Linked DNA regions of Hordeum vulgare: region 1 is linked to region 2. Evidence: chromatin contacts called from public Hi-C data. All regions are on one chromosome and are shown on one strand. Each heading gives the region's core, a stretch centred on a gene start, on an enhancer-like site or on the middle of the called end of the contact. The rest is flanking DNA. Distances are from core to core; before and after follow the strand shown. Region 1 holds the start of LOC123437899 (probable glucuronosyltransferase Os03g0107900). Region 2 holds the start of LOC123411328 (cytochrome c-type biogenesis protein CcmE homolog, mitochondrial).

What was found. A called contact is a pair of places that touch in the nucleus more often than the background predicts.
Region 1: a contact with region 2 is called in a Hi-C map of seedling, with 2.7 times the contacts expected there. The contact joins the promoter of LOC123437899 here to the promoter of LOC123411328 in region 2. A contact is called at or near these places in 1 of 6 Hi-C or Micro-C datasets (seedling) and 1 of 1 datasets of contacts at active chromatin or transcription factors (embryo).

Annotation. Positions count from the first base shown.
Region 1 is chr1H:370,116,487-370,119,913 of MorexV3_pseudomolecules_assembly, forward strand. LOC123437899 (probable glucuronosyltransferase Os03g0107900) reads right to left here and starts at 1,558. Exons shown (of 4, transcript XM_045115739.1): 1 at 752-1,558; 2 at 406-653; 3 at 1-209. The coding sequence starts at 1,321. LOC123437941 reads left to right here and starts at 1,707. Exons shown (of 2, transcript XM_045115743.1): 1 at 1,707-1,980; 2 at 2,128-2,700. The coding sequence starts at 1,806. The coding sequence ends at 2,465.
Region 2 is chr1H:369,810,620-369,814,249 of MorexV3_pseudomolecules_assembly, forward strand. LOC123411328 (cytochrome c-type biogenesis protein CcmE homolog, mitochondrial) reads left to right here and starts at 1,744. Exons shown (of 1, transcript XM_045104265.1): 1 at 1,744-2,893. The coding sequence starts at 1,888. The coding sequence ends at 2,658.

The DNA.
Region 1 (3,427 bases), core at 308-2,807, 310 kb after region 2:
ACGGCAGGCGTATGTCATCTGCGATGACGACGGGGATGCAGCCCAGGAGGACCGACTCCACTAGACGAGGGCTCCATGGCGCCCACCCCAGCGGGCAGATGCAGAACAAGGAGCGCGCCATCTCCGACCGGTAGCCGTCGTTCCGTTTCCGCTTCAGGTAGAACTTGCGGTTGCGGCCATACAGCCGCAGAAGTTCAGTCCTCACCTTCCTGAACGTGATGAATCGATTGATAATCATACTTGGTGACATGAATTTCGTATTCTACATATGGTGATGCAATTTATGAACTTTGCGTCCTGGATATTTGACCAGTGGACTGTGCAAGATGAAGCAAAATGACGAGTATTCTTGCCCATGAATTTCTTATAAGGCGATGTACTCCTCGCCAAGTGGATGCTTATTACCTGCTGTAGAAGTGGCCACTGATGTTCTTGGGGTGGACCTCCATCTTGCCCCGGAAGAAGGCAAATATGTCCCGATGCGCCTTCTCCGGCTCCGGCAGCTCCCGAGGAGCCAGCTCAGGCGGCACGTAGGGCGGGATCACCACATGCTCCACGTCCTGGCAAGGGTGCCGGCCCTGCACGCCGAATGTCTGCAGTAGGATCGACCCCTTCAAGAACTCCGGGATACCGGCGGCCATCGCCACATCCTCCTGATTGATCAACCATTAGGCCGCAAGATCAGGCACAAGAACAATGCACGCAAGAAACAGCTGAGGATTAGAGGCTGGATCGAGCAGCGGGCGGTCACCATGGGGTGGAAGCAGGCGCCGAAGTCGTGCGACGCGACGAAGACGTGGTCGGCCCCAGCGGAGAGGTTCCAGAAGGGCATCTGGGCGCGGACGAGGCCGACGGCGTCGGCGAGCAGCCCGCGCGCGTGCGCCAACGACGGGAGCCCCGTGGGCGTGGAGAAGTTGCAGCAGGCGTAGACGGGCACGAGGAAGAGGTCGGCCTCCTCGGGGCGCAGCCCCGCGCGCCGCTGCCGCAGCAGCAGCGCCTCGTGCACGGCCACCTCGGCGGCGAAGAGGTGGCGGGAGCACCGCGCGTCGGCGGCCGCCCAGCGCCGGTTGAAGCGCGGCGGGAGGTCGTAGGCGTAGATCCGGACGCCGGGGCGGGGCTCGGAGCCGGGGCCGCGGCGGGAGGGGGGCAGTGCCGGGAGGAACAGGTAGGCGGAGAGGGCCAGCCAGAGGATCCACCGCCACCTGTAGAAGTGGCGCGTCCTGAGCCTGTCGAGGAGGTGGAGGTGGCGCGGCTTGTGGGCTCTTGCTGTCTTCTGCTTCGGGTCTCTCATGGCGGGGGAGGGGTTCGTTCGATCGAGCATCGGAGCCAGGTGTTAGGCTGCGGACACTAGTTCTAGCTCAGATTCTTCTCCATTTCCGCCTCGGACTTCTCGCTCGGCGGGGCGCGCGACGGCCATTGCTGGCGGAGCTTTGACTCTCGTAATCCTTCCTTCTCGGTTGAGAGAAGCTGGGAAACAGTGAGGGGAAAGTGAGCGAAAGGGAGAGCCGATGCGTGTGATGATCACCCACTGGCATGTGGGGCCACCTGGCCCACATGCTGGCGTCACATCAGCGCGTGCAGCGTCCACGTCGGTCGGACTGGGCTATTCTACTCTGCCGTACCGACACCAGGAAATGGCGCGCACGTCGTCGTCATCCTATAACGAGTTGGGCTCACGTCGACCACCATGGCCGATAAAGCCGCCGCGCGCTAGCTTGACACACAGCTCGCTCGGTCGACCCCATTTCACCGGCCCATCCATTGCATTCCATCGAGCAAGCTAGCTACTTGGTCGTTCGTCGGCGATGGCTTGGAGGAGGGGGTCGATGCTGGCCGCGCTCGTGCTGGTGGCCGTGGCGACGTGCGCCGACGCCGGTGACAGCTACGGCGCGTCCAAGTTCACGGTGACGGGCACCGTGCTGTGCCAGGACTGCACCAAGAACTGGAACGCCTACGCCTACAACGCCAAGCCCATCGCCGGTACGGTCCGCCCGAACCTTCTATTACTTATATCTCTAGCACGCACTGGCCATCGCTCCTCGCCGGCGACCTGCACCTTCGTTGCTCTTGGCGTGCGCACGACGGCATGATCGACGAATATGTATGTATGCTGTGATGGTTTCGCAGGCAGCGTGGTGGCGGTGACGTGCCTGGACGAGCACACGGGGCGGACGGTGATCCACCGGACGGACACGACGGACGAGGAGGGGGTCTTCAAGGTGGACGTGCCGTACGCCCACGACGGCGGCAGCTGCCGCCTCGACCCGGCCCACTGCCTCGTCCGCCTCGTCAGGTCCGGGGACAAGGGCTGCGCCGTGCTCACCGACTTCAACGGCGGCAGGACCGGCGAGAAGCCGTCCCGCCCCTCGCGGGTCTGCCCCACCGAGGTCGCCTACTCGGCAGGGCCCTACTACGCCACCGTGCCGCAGTGCGACGTCGACGACGACGACAAGAGCTGTTCCTGATCGATCGAGTCATCTCTTCGTCTCTGCGCGGCCTTGTTATGCAGGTGGAACGATCGGTTCTGGCGTTTGGGTTCAAGTTTTCTATACACGGGTTCTGAATGGTTCCATGCTAGCATACATGTGCGTGTTTGTTTTGCTTCTAAAATGTCCGTGCGTACGATTTTTGTAACATGATCTGATTTGTACTGTCAATGACTATTGTTTTTTGAGCTTATCTACTCCCTCCGTTTCAAAATATAAGACATTTCACTAGGAGACTACAAACGGAGTAAAATAAATGAATCTATACTCTAAAATACGTCTATATACATTCGTATGTAGTTCATAATGCAATCTTTAAAAGGTCTTATATTTAGAAACGGAGGGAGTATGTGTTATGTTTCTATGTTAGGTTTCGTAATGCACCGGTGCTTATTTCTACAAGATAGGTGTCTAAGACCCTGTTTGGAACCATCCAGATTATATAATCTAGTTTTTATAATCTATTATGTTTTCAAACAGGACAACCTATAATGTAGATTATAAAAACTAGATAGATAGATTATTAAAAACTCGTAATCTACTCTATACCAACTAAAATCAGATTATGAATTGCTAATGACCCATTACCCTTATAAAATTGGAGATAATAACATTTCTACCACCGCTACCCTCCTCTTTAAAAAAACAGAGGATAGACAGGTCATTATGCAATGTAAAACCTGGATTACAGTTTATATAATCTGGCCTCCAAACATGTTCACCTAGATTATTTTTATAAACCAGATTATATAATTTATCTTCATAATCCAGATTATCATAATTTATTATGGTTTCAAACAGGGCCAATTAAGCGTCTATTCTATGCAAATAAGTAGGTGCTTAAAAAAATCTAATTTATTTTTTTAAACACCTCGTCTAAACATCTTACATTGTACAAGGTCTTATACCTACTCCCTCCGTCCACAAATAAGTGTGTATAT
Region 2 (3,630 bases), core at 494-2,993:
ATTGCCTCTAGGGCATATTTCCAACAAATATATCATTGCTTGAATCCTGTTATTGACTTGTAGAGAGATTAGTGATCATTTTAATGAGGTAAAATCGAGCACTCTTTCTCGGATGGCTGCATACTTTTCAAAAGATTCTTTTGAAGCTTTCGAAGTTGAGAGCTTAGTTCATTCCAAAAGAGTTTTTTTGAAGCCTTTGGCGAAGTCCTATCTAGATGATTTTGGTTCCATTCAATTGAAGCAACTTGCTCATGAGCTTCCTTTCAACATTGATAATGCGCAAGCAGATGAAAGATTTGCATGCCTGAAAATTATTTCGAAACTTGGTAGGTTAGTATAATAAGCATCTTGTATTTCATTTGGTCTATCAACTTCTGAAGCTAGTATTATTGTTCTTCGTCTCTACCGCATCAATGGAGAGGTGTTTTTGTGAAATGAAAATAGTGAAGATTGTGCTACATAATTGCATATTTCATGAACTACTGCATCATTTTCTTATTGTAGAAAAGTTTTATATATTCAATTGAGGATGTGATAGATTACTTTTTGAAGAAGAAAGGTCGTAGAGGTTAGGAAAAACAGAGAGGTGGGTACTTTCGTAATCAGAGCTTATTTTATCATGATACATTGGTAACTATGATTTTCTTATTTATGTGAGGTTACTAAATAAAATATTATAGGCTTCTTACTTAATTCGAGCTATGCATTTTTAGCTTCATGTTGTTGCTATTTTGTTTTTTGAGGGGATATATTAGTGCTACTTGTTCGTGTTGATCCCAGTTTCCTTTTATCTCGGCTTTGCCCGTGCCTACAATGACAATTGTTCAGCTCTACTTTAAGAACGTGCAATGTAACATCGGTTGTTTGTGGACGCCACATAGGATAATAGATGAGGTGGATGAAAGAGACAAAAAGAGAAATAGGGTTCATCATAATTGAGTCATCATACTTGTCAGAATTGTCACACTTCATACTTTTGGAGCCCACTCCATAAGAAAGTTGTGTGTAACACGAAGAAAACTTCACATAATTCCCTCATATGATGATGGCAAAGCAATTAAAGAAAAACGATGTCTCGTTGACAAATGAGTCACACCACACGGAGACAACCGTATTTTGAGAGAGAAATTACCACATTATCCATTAAACAAACAAATTACAATGAGTACATTTGTGGCCACTCCATGAGACAAACAAAGTGACTAGTGTCTTGGAGATTTGCACAAAAGGCTTCAAACATATAAACCTTACAACTTTATTTTGGGAGATCCATATCTTCAACCTAATCATCACACGATGTCGATCACCATCGTCACCATGGCACTGTTGGAGAAAAACGCAGGTAACCTCCACATTCAGATTTAAAAGAACTTCATTGCAGACCCTGCTGCTTTATGAACTGATTAAACGGTTCGTTGGAGGCAATCAACATGATTAACAATCGGTTATGTTGTACCACTACGTATTTGTGAAACATAAAACTGATGTATTTTTAAGACCAAAAAATTTGGCAATTCCAGCGTTTTCCAAAACGTGAAAGTCGGCAGAAACTGAGAAGCAACACCCCGGTGCATTTTCCAACAAGTTACTTTTTTTGTGTGGAGGGAATCCAACAATTTACTATTTCCGCTCACTTTCCTGGGCCAGAAATCCACGGTGTTTCCGCGCTCCCTCGGACCTCGGGGGTCCATTCGCAAGGACGGCGCAGCCCAGTTTGACCTCGCCTCGGCCTCACCGGCGTGCCGTGCGCAGCAAGAAGATCAGCGGCCGACCACCCATCCGGAGCCAAAGGCGAGCGCAGCGCACCGCGCACACACGCCCCTCCTCTCCCCATTCCCTCGGCCCCGCACCTTCCAGATCCCCCCCACCCCACCCCTTGCCGCCTCCATGGCCTTCTCGCGCCTTCTCCCCTCCCGCCGCCTCCTCTCCGCCCTCCTCCACACCCCGACCCCGATCCCCGCCGCGCGCGCCACCACCTCTCCGGCCGCCCACGCCCTCCAGCCCGCGCGCTTCTTCTCCGCGACGAGGCGGGCCGGGCCGGGCGCCCCGCGGCAGCGCGCCGCGGACATCGGCGCGCGGGCGCGGCAGCTGCAGAGCCGGCGCCTCTGGACCTACGCGCTCACCTTCGGCTGCGCGGCCGGGTTCGTGGTCACCGTGCTTGCCACGTTCCAGGACCAGCTCGTCTTCTACCTCACCCCCACCGACGCGCTCGCGCGCTTCGCCACCGACCCCTCCAAGACCCGCTGCCGCCTCGGCGGGCTCGTCCTCGAGGGCTCCGTCGCCCACCCCTCCTCCTCCTCCTCCGAGATCGAGTTCGTCGTCACCGACCTCGTCACCGACGTCCTCGTCCGCTACGAGGGCGCCCTCCCCGACCTCTTCCGCGAGGGCCACTCCGTCGTCGTCGAGGGCTTCCTCAAGCCGCTCACCGACGACCTCCGCCGCGACTGGGCGGGGAGGAAGGTCTCCGATAAGGCGCTGGAGGGCCAGTGCTTCTTGCGCGGCACGGAGGTGCTCGCCAAGCACGACGAGAAGTACATGCCCAAGGAGGTCGGCGAGGCGATCGAGCGCAACAAGAAGCAGATCGAGGCGGATGCGGCTGCCGCCGCTGCCGAGGAGAACGCGGCGGTTGCGGTGGATGGAGCCAAAGCAAACTCGTAAGATTTGCTTTTTTGCTCTACGATTTAGATCTGAGTGCGTGGGATTGAGGCATAGATAGATTTGATTGACCGAATGAGATGAGTTGGGGACTCTCTACAGCATGATTCAATTGAAGCTGTTGTAATTGGAGTGGTAATTTTGAGCCCTGAAATAGGGGATTTTGGCCGGGGCAATAATGAAAACTGATTGTATGATAATCCATTCAACACGATTATACTTATTCTTTGGGTAGCAATTGCTATGCTCTTATCAATGGGGGCTGTGGATTTTTCTAGCGCAGTTACTTTGTTCGTTTGTTGTGATAACTGAGAGACCGACTATCCAATTTTGGTTTCCATAAGCTACTGCTTGATCCTGTGTATTCGGTTCATTAGCTTTTCTCTTGATTTGAATCATTCTCATACGAAATTCACTTCACCCCGTGCAACTGCCCATGTTGGTGCCACTTGGGCCCTTGATGTACTTATACTGCATTGCTGGTCTGTATCATGAACTTGCACAGACTGATGGATGGTACCTTTACTATCCATACACTTCATTATATGATAGTTGAAGCATATATTATGCATATTAGTGGAGCATTATGTGCTTAATAGTTCTCATCCATACCTGTGAAGTGCCACCGTAACTGGCTGATGACATTACAGAGAGCATTCATGGAGTCTTGCCGCAATTGTTACTGCTGGATATATAGCGTGCTTGTATTATATTGCTCATCTGACTTTCATTCGTGATGATTCAGCAGGGTATATTTTGCCAATGCCTACATGAAGTATTCAGGGTAACTAGTGATCAAAAGTTGAATTGTTTTCTCTATTATTGGGATACATCGGTAGATTGTACTATTCCCTTTTTGTAAGACGTTTGTACTACTCTATTATTGGGATACTTCATTGTACTCCATCGGTTCACAAATACTTCATCTGTTTCACAATAAGTGACTTGAAAGTGATTTAATTTTATACTAAAGTT